Regions from separate parts of the Mus musculus genome. Here all the other regions are linked to region 2. Evidence: chromatin contacts called from public HiCAR-type and HiChIP or PLAC-seq data. All regions are on one chromosome and are shown on one strand. Each heading gives the region's core, a stretch centred on a gene start, on an enhancer-like site or on the middle of the called end of the contact. The rest is flanking DNA. Distances are from core to core; before and after follow the strand shown. Region 1 overlaps Astn2 (astrotactin 2). Region 2 holds the start of Astn2 (astrotactin 2). Region 3 overlaps Astn2 (astrotactin 2).

Region 1 (2,700 bases), core at 107-2,606, 560 kb before region 2:
GAGTTCAGGAAGGCTCAGTCCCTGATGTTGCTGTGGCCTCATCAACTCCCACTGCCTTGACCTCTTGTCCATCATCTGTCTCCTTGTTTTGGCTCTGAACCTGGTCCAACCAGCTTACCTTCAAGCTGAATTCAATTTGGCGTACTTGCTCTCAGCTTTAAGTCCACAGTGATCTGACTCTGCGATTTGGGTCCCTTGTTTTATCAATACACTATTTACATTTCTATCAGCCCCCTTCTGAAACCTTTGAACTCTGCTGCAGCCTCTCTGACCCTTTGGATCTACTTTTATAACGTGTGCACATGCACACACACACACACACACACACACACACACACACACACACACAGATGTAGATATATGTTCTGTTCATTGTGACCATGACAGTTAGTATTGGTAATTAAGACTGGAATAAAAGAACCCACATTTGCCTAGTCCAGATTACCAGGAAAAGTGTAATGATCAGGCAAACAGATGCCTTTGAAGCCTCCTTATTTGGTGAGTTTATTGTGACTCGGTATACTCTGACATTGTGCAAAGACATAAGTCTTTTCCACTACGCCCCTGGCACAGCACAGTCAGGGCTGATACAGTTCATCAAGGCAAGGAGTGCATGCCAGTGAGAACAGATCCTGTTCGTAACAGATGATGTTGCTACTCACACCTCAGCAGATAGGAGGCAGAAAAACTGGGCTGGAATCAGTGCTGGAATATAACCTGCTGTTATTGTTCCCTACTTTCTTGGAAGACCAGCTAAGCCTCATGTCCCTAAGCTTGCACAATTTCCTGCAACAGCATCCCTAGCTAGGCACCGAGCAATCAAATGGACCTGTGGGATCAAACAAATTAAATCATAACAGTTTCTTTAAAACTTTCAAAGACAAACAGGCTCACAGGAATAAACACAAGATGGACACTGTAGTTTCAATCTTGAGATGTGTGTGTGTGTGTGTGTGTGTGTGTGTGTGTGATTGCTCCTCTGCAATTGGTGAAAAAGTCAAGCTCCTTGTTTTGGCTCTTTGTGATCATAAAATCCAGCGAATGCCCCTTTCAGTCCTTTGAATGCTCTCCAGGGTACCATGTTTTGTAGAGAATGAGAGTGATGACCAGTTGTCTGAAATAATCTCTGGCCCTTGCCTTGGAGGCTTCATCCCCCCACCACCTCCCTTCTTCTAGTCTTGGCTATTTCAGGAAACTGAAAAAGACAGCCTAGGGAGCTAATCCTGGGCTTCACTTCTGGGAGGGCTGAAAAGGAGGTGGGGGAGGCAGATTTTCCTGTACAGAAGACCGTGTGTTCCTTTTGAAATGTCTTAGCGGAAATAAATGTACAACCTATTGTAAGCGGCTAGGAGCCACCAGCAGGGGTTGGTGTGATACAAAAGGGGCATTTGTAACAGCACAAAACACTTAGCACTTTACCAAGACATGCACAGGATACAAAAAGAGAAAGGCCCCGACGAATCTGCCAGGAAAGCAACGTGCCTTGAATACAGGACAGCAATCACTATACCCGACCAGTAGTCTTTCTATTCTTAAAGACGCAACTGCTTCTCTGTAGCATTCAGAATGGAGAGTTTGAACACTGGTAGGAAAGGCCAGGAATACTCCCTTCTGTGCCTCCCACTCACGTATTTGGCTCAGTCCTGTCAAACAGACAGCCCTCCTCCAACATTCCAGGTGCTGAGGGCAAAAGAACTAACAGAAACCTATCTTACCTACAACGTGACTAACTATCGAAAGCTATACATAGAAGTAACAAAACAATAAATGTGTTTTATCTCTCAAAATATACCTTCAAAGCAACCAGAACCTGTGAAGCTCAAATGAGCCCACTAGGAATTCCTTCAGCTGGGTGGCCTAGGGGTGTCCCTCCCTATAGTCACAACACTCAAAGCATCCACAAAAGATGGAATAGCTAAGTGAGCCTTCTGCTCTTTTTTTAGTTGTAAGAACTTAGGAAGACCACATCTTTAAAAAGGAGAGTGGGAAATGATCTCTACTTTGAATATGAGCTTGACTCTTTGTAGCTTTCTGCCATCATTTCCATTCCATTTCTCCCTCCCATAGCCAGATTTCCATAGATCACCAAAGCCTCAGATATCAGTCAACTTCTAAGGAGGGACTTGTGTTGAGTCATGTGTGTGTGTTTGTGTGTGTGTGTGTGTGTGTTTGTGTGTGTGTGTATAAGTGTATGTCTGTGTGTGTTTATATAGCTGTGTTTATCTGGCTATGTGTTTATCTGTCTGTCTGTCCATCTGTCCATCTGTCCATCTGTCCGTCTGTCTGCCTGTCTGTCTGTCTCTGTCTCTGTCTCTGTCTCTGTCTCTGTCTCTCTGTCTCTCTGTCTCTCTGTCTGTCTCTCTCTCTCTGTCTGTCTCTCTCTCTCTCTCTCTCTCTCTCTCTCTCTCTGTGTGTGTGTGTGTGTGTGTGTGTGTGTGTGTACCAAGATCTATCTTGGAGCTGCAGAATATCAGGAATGACTACAAACCCTGTCTTTCTCCTTGAGAGTTCCAAGGACAATGGAATATGCCCAGGCCCTCTGGGGGCTGCTACATAGCACGTGCAATAAGAGTCAGGAAAAGGAAACATGTGCAAACCAGTTATACCTAAGAAATAAATCCTGCATCTCGGCCCAGAAAGGGATCGGAAAACATTTTGTTCAGTGTTGTGGGAAAAATTAAAAAGGCAGGAGAAATTTGT
Region 2 (2,867 bases), core at 227-2,726:
GGGCCGACTCCTCCGGAATTCGCGCTGGGAATCAGCAGGCGGCAAGCTGCTGGCGAACTTTCTGATTAACTTTACTATTTGAGCCCCCTACCCCCATCAGTTTCCTCTTCGGTCCTTTTTCTTAGCCCAGTAAGTGAACAGCAATGACAAGCCTACGCACGACTAGGAGTAATGGAGAAAAGAGAAGGTGATAGGGATAGCGGGGACGGAGGGAGAATCTAAAAGTAGAGATCTTGGGCTCAGAACCTCAGTCCTCAAATATCGACTCAATCGATTCCAGCCCCAATTTAAGGAAAGCCAAAAACCGAAGCTCAGAGGGTAAGAGACTTAGCCAAGGTCACCAAGACCATGAGAAGGGAAAGCTTTTGAGGACTGGGTCTTTCCTTGTTCACGTAGCTAGTCTGAATTGATCCTAAGAAAACCGGTCTTGAAGGGGAGGATCCACAACTCGAGACTAGACAGAGGGGGCAGACAACTGGAGCTGTCCAGAAGAGCAGTGCGCAGCATGACCATGAACTGGCTTCAGAGCAAGGGTCTTCCTTGCCCAGTACCTGGTCAGAGCACACCGAGAGACTTGGGGTCTTCTGCGTCCTAGATGCAAGGGGCGGAGCTCAGAGAATTGATTGCAAAACTGAGAGCCAGGTCCCCGCTGCGGGATCCTTGGCACGCCCCCGGGCTCCCAGAGCGCGCGCTCCAGGACCTCCTGCCCCACACTTCTTTACAACCACCTGTGCGCCCTCCGGGCCCCTGGGCTGCCCTTTGCCAACCCTGATGGGGCAGCCTGGAGCGGGGATTCCCAGGGCGCCCCCACCCGTCCGGTATCACTTAGGGGTTCTGGGTTTCTTGGGACTCCGCGTGTGCGGCGCCTACCCTTACCCAGGGTGAAGAAGGGCAGCTCAGTGTTGTCCAGGTCATCTTGTACCGCGATGCGCCCGGGGAGCTCATTACGCACAAAGAGAAGGAGACGAGACTCCGCGGCTGTGCCGGCTGAACCCGCGGAGCCCGGGGACGCGGCGGAGGCGGCAGCAGCAGCAGCTCCGGCCCCGGCTCCGGTCCCGGCCCCAGCCCCGGCCGCGGCCCCGGTGCGGGCACCGCTCCAGCCGATGTCGCTTTCCCGCAGAGCGGGCAGCGTGGATACGGTGACGGTCTTGAGCCGGCATGGGCTGTCGGGCTCCCGCGAGGCGGCGGCGGCCGTGGCGCCGGCCAGCAACGGCGGCGGCGGCAGCAGGAGCAGAAACAGCAACAGCAGCGGCGGCGGCGGTGGCGGCGGCGGCCCCGGGTGGAAGCCGAGCCTCGGCCGCCCCCGAAGCCCCAAGCCGCGGCCCGGGCTGCGCCGGGCGCCGGCGGCGGCCATGGCAGGAGGGGCTGCGGTGCTGCGGGCGGTGGCGACCGTGAAGAAGAAGGAAGAAGAAGCAGCGGTGGAGACAGCGGACACTGAAGCGAACCAGGACGCCCGAGCTAAGGAGCCTAGAGAGCCACTAGCCAGCAGCCCCCAGCTCGGGGCTCCGCCTCCCGATCAGCCCTGGACCGCCCCCCCGCGCCGCCTCCCCGCGCCCCGCCGCCGGCCCCCCCTTCGCCCGCTCCCCTGGCGGACCCTGAGCTTTTCGGAGGCTCCGCCCGGCTTCGTACAGGTCCCAGTAGCTCCCTCCCCTTTCTTAGGTTTCCCCTAAAGCCTCCTGCACAGGGTTCTTCAGCTCCAACATCTCTCTCTAAAATTCTTTACACTTAGGGGCCCCTCTTGCGTCTCCTCCAATCTCTCTTAAGTCAAATCAACTACCTTAGCTTCATCCCACCCTTGGCTCAAGCTGCAGTACACCCGGGAAAGCACTGTCGCCAAGCCTTGACCAAGGCCAGGCCTTCCTGGGAGTTGAGTGCTCCTCTGGACAGCCAAGACAACTTTCTCCTCCCCACATCAATCTCAAGAATCAGTCTCTTCAATCTTCTACCCTGTTCTATCTTCTGAAATAAGTTCCCAGAGGCATCAGGAAATCCTCCCCAACCACTTGTCTGAAATCTCACTACCAGGAGGACCACACGTCATTTCTCCATCCAGGTCTGGGTTGCAGCCTTGAAGGCTAGTGCACACATAAGCTTGGGACTTTGACCTCTAATATGTTCCCCACCAGTTGACTCCAGCTGGGCTGTTCTGGCCCTTAGCTGCCTCCATGCTGGCCCTGCCAGGCAGCCCACTCAGGCACTTTTACTCTGCCTCCCTGCTCCAAGTTTGGAGCAGCTTTACTTGGCAGCTTCCAATCTCAGTAAGAAATTCCTGAAAAGGGCACTAGGAAGGGACCTTTCCTGGCATCCTAGGCTTTGGGTCGTTTCCCAGTTCCCACAGGAGAGGGCTGTTCACTCATCAACTCTGCTCATGGCACACACACACACACACACACACACACACACACACACACACACACACACATATTTCCCTGGAGATTCAAGTTTAACCTTAAATCTGGGTCTTAGAATACCCTGTGGCCTTGGGCTGATTCCAGTTTCTAACCTAGATACATCAGACCTATACTGAAAGGGAAACATCACCTCTGTGAGAATGGACCTGCACACTCTCCTTTGCCTAGTAAAACTTTTCTTCATCTTCTTACCTCTTTTGCTCTGTCTTTCATCTCTGCACTCATTTCCTTCTTCCCTGCGTTGACTTTAATCTTACAAAAGCTTCCTCACTATAATTTATGAGCCATTTCCCTCCTCTGTGGAGCTTGGCTGTCTGTTCCTTACTGTAGTCTTACCATTGGCTGTTTTGTTTTGTTTTCCCCCTAACTTTTCCTTTCTGCCTCTTCCCTTTCACACTACTCTTTCATTTTTCCCTTCACCACTTTTTGAAACTATTTTGAAGCTTTTGGAAAAAG
Region 3 (2,854 bases), core at 345-2,844, 520 kb before region 2:
TGTTACAGAGTAACCACTCTTCCTCCTCATGGCTCTGGGGTGGGGCATACAAGCCTGTAGGAACCTTGTTTCCTTCTACTCCAGTTCAAACTTGATCACCGTGGTTCCTGGTTCCCCTTATCAGTGTGACAGTGAAGGCATACATAACTTGCAGCATCAATACAACCCTTCTGTGGAATTTTATGCAGCTGAGAAAGAGTGAAGCTTCATTTTTTCCTGTATGTTCAAGATCTACATTCAAGATGGGTCTCCAGAGAACCCAGTGTTCAGGCCCCATATATTATGGAGGATGTGGAAACAATGTAACCAATAGAGACATAAATGGAGATAACAGAGTGAGTGATGAGCACAGACTTCTGTTGCTCTGGATATTGCAGTGGGAGAGACCAACTGAATCACATTGATGGGAATTGCAATACTTACCACTCACACTTAAACTACATGCAGTCAGTTTTACATGGCTAGGAAAGGGGTCTGCTTTCTATTATAAAGACAAAGGAGAGAGAAAGCAAGAACATAATCAATAGATTAAGACCTTTCTACACTCTGGCTTGCAGGAGATCAGGGTTCAGGCAAAGCAATTGGCTGTGGGTTGTAAAAGGACCATAATATGGACATTCCTGAGAGAGGGGTAGTGGCAGTGAGGCTCAGTTGTTTATTTGGTGGCAGAAGTTATGGGATGTACCTCAGCTGGAGTGGAAGGGATTCAGGAAGGTGAAACTGACAGCAAATTAATAGTCAGCTTACTTCTCTCTTTTTCACTCAAGAAAGTGATCCAGAATAAAGACAGCCTCTCTTTCCTGTAGGAGGAAATAGATGCAAACTCAAGTAATTTTACTATTACTACAATGTTCCAAATGTATCTAGGTAAACACACAGTGTTTGACTACAGTCGATAGCAACCATTACTGGCAACAACAATAATAATGATGATAATATTACTAATAATAAATTTTGCATCAATTGCCTACAAGTACATACTAAAGTTTTTGCCCCACTTTTATGCTAGCATACACCTAATAGGACTAGGGAGCTGTGTAAAACAGTTTACTTTTAGATTGTAATATAAGTATAAGCATACTTAGTGTAAACCAATATAGACTCAACTAATCAATTCTTGATTTCATTCTTATTGTGCTTACATGAAGCCTTGAAACTCTTTTCAACTTCTTTGCCCTTGAGTGTATAAAACTAGCCTGAAAGATGCAACTTATTTGTTGTTGTTGATTAGCTTTAAAGCCCTGGGGGATTGTCTCTGTTGATTTCTTAGCAAAGAAACTGCCTCCAGGAACTGGCAAGACTGAGGACCCTGGAGCAGCCTCCAGCATCTGGCACTCTATTGCAGCATCCTCTCTTTCCTATTAAGAAGAAGGGAGATGTGATGAGAGGCACAGGCTGTGAGGCCTCGGGCTTTTATCTCTGGCACTGACATGGGCATCGTGACATGCAGGGTAATGAATTGCCCTCCTTGCAGAAATGAATAAGTTGTGGTCGGTGATGCAATGATCAATTTGCTCCATCACGTTAAGCTGCCCATTCATCATCCACACCTGCTGTCAGGAGCCCAGGGCTGCTAATGTTGGCCTCAAGCCTCTGTCTCAGCCTGCTGAACAACAAACAGCCTTTGGAGCTGCCTCTCTAAGGCTCAAGGCTGCCTTGATTACATTCTCTGATGAAAAGCCCAATTCCTGCTCAGCCACTGGTGACTATGGAAACAAGGCATATTTGTGAACAGCCAAGCTGTGGATGTACAGCTTAATAAAATACTAAGGTCCCCCTTATGGGGACCCAGGTAGCTGGTTCCACTTCCCTATGGTGTGGACTTGGGCCAATATGATGTCATCCTTGTGCCTCAGCTTCTCCATTCTAAAAAGACACCATATAGAAGACAGTCTCATTTTCTACCAGACCACCTTTCTATCTCCAAGTCCAGTGATCATCCGCACTCTGATGTATTTAAGTCTCCATCTACCAAAAGCAAATAGTAGCATCTTTCATGTAACAGAGATTGTGTGGTAGCCATGAATCAGCTCATTGATTTTCACAACCGAATGAAGGGTGAATTAGCACAGTTTACTGATGACCAAACTGAGGGATAAGCTTATGTGAAGTTATCAAAGCTAAAAGCAAAGTTTGGGATAGCAACAAAATCTTGACTCCCAACCCTTTGCTTCTTCTATTTGAGATTATTTTGGATAAAGGAGCAAACCATTAAAGCCTCCAACCATGCTGATTTCCTGATAAGCCGGGGGGATTCGGTTGTTGTTTAAACTGTGTCTGTTCCCGAGGGAGGCAGCGTGAGCCAGAGCAGCACAAGATGACATTATGGATTTCCTTTCTTATTTTTTACTTCTCCAAATTTTGGTGTCCTGTATTGACCATTATACCAGGCTCTGAACTAGATCATCACTTCTGCCTGACCTTTCATAAGATCAGTAAAATAACAACCTGATTATGTTAGTTATTTTCATTTATGAGTAGGGTAAAAGAGGTCAGAGAAAAATACTTGCCCAAGATCAATTTGCTTAGTGAAAGACTCTCAGAGTATTAGCACAATTGGGTGCATTAATTATCTGCCCATTAAAACCAAGGGAAGGAAATAGGCATTAAAGTCAGATTAAAGACAGAAATCCTGTGCTCATGTGAATCTGGATGCCATATTTCTTCCCAGGCACAATTTGGGTTCCCATTTGTAAACTAAAAAGAATAATCACAAAAATGTCTAACTCTTATTCAAAGATTATTAAAGGCCAGGACTTTGAATTGTGTTACCTTCATTCCGGTCCTTAATATACTGATATAGGCACTGGAGTTATGGTTTAGATGTGTAAGGCTAGAAATGGACATAAGCAAC

Evidence for each region. HiCAR-type assays count read pairs that join an accessible place to other places. HiChIP or PLAC-seq counts read pairs in DNA pulled down with a chosen protein or histone mark.
Region 1: a HiCAR-type map of astrocytes shows a contact between it and region 2, with 4 times the contacts expected there. The contact joins the enhancer-like site here to the promoter of Astn2 in region 2. A contact is called at or near these places in 8 of 39 promoter capture datasets (the 3T3-L1 cell line, cranial neural crest, embryonic stem cells and 3 more), 3 of 484 Hi-C or Micro-C datasets (the HPC-7 cell line and cerebral cortex) and 10 of 115 datasets of contacts at active chromatin or transcription factors (SST interneurons, astrocytes, embryonic forebrain and 6 more).
Region 3: a contact with region 2 is called in an H3K27ac HiChIP or PLAC-seq map of oligodendrocyte precursor cells, with 11 times the contacts expected there. The contact joins the enhancer-like site here to the promoter of Astn2 in region 2. A contact is called at or near these places in 3 of 39 promoter capture datasets (cranial neural crest, hippocampal neurons and maxillary cranial neural crest), 7 of 484 Hi-C or Micro-C datasets (cerebellar granule neurons, cerebellum, cerebral cortex and 2 more), 7 of 115 datasets of contacts at active chromatin or transcription factors (SST interneurons, embryonic forebrain, embryonic hindbrain and 4 more) and 1 of 9 other capture datasets (embryonic stem cells).

What each region holds. Positions count from the first base shown.
Region 1 is chr4:65,838,350-65,841,049 of GRCm38.p6, forward strand. All of the region lies in intron 10 of Astn2 (astrotactin 2), which reads right to left. Among named protein-coding and RNA genes, the nearest start is that of Gm31533, 210 kb to the left of the region's middle. Within about 2 kb of position 1,357, at least 27 of the 459 cell types and tissues checked have an H3K27ac peak or open chromatin away from gene starts, as enhancers often do. A contact at or near this core is called in SST interneurons, astrocytes, cerebral cortex and 3 more, where this site is marked.
Region 2 is chr4:66,403,007-66,405,873 of GRCm38.p6, forward strand. Astn2 (astrotactin 2) reads right to left here and starts at 1,477. Exons shown (of 23, transcript NM_207109.2): 1 at 877-1,477. The coding sequence starts at 1,354.
Region 3 is chr4:65,887,032-65,889,885 of GRCm38.p6, forward strand. All of the region lies in intron 10 of Astn2 (astrotactin 2), which reads right to left. Among named protein-coding and RNA genes, the nearest start is that of Gm31533, 260 kb to the left of the region's middle. Within about 2 kb of position 1,595, at least 30 of the 459 cell types and tissues checked have an H3K27ac peak or open chromatin away from gene starts, as enhancers often do. A contact at or near this core is called in SST interneurons, cerebellum, cerebral cortex and 2 more, where this site is marked.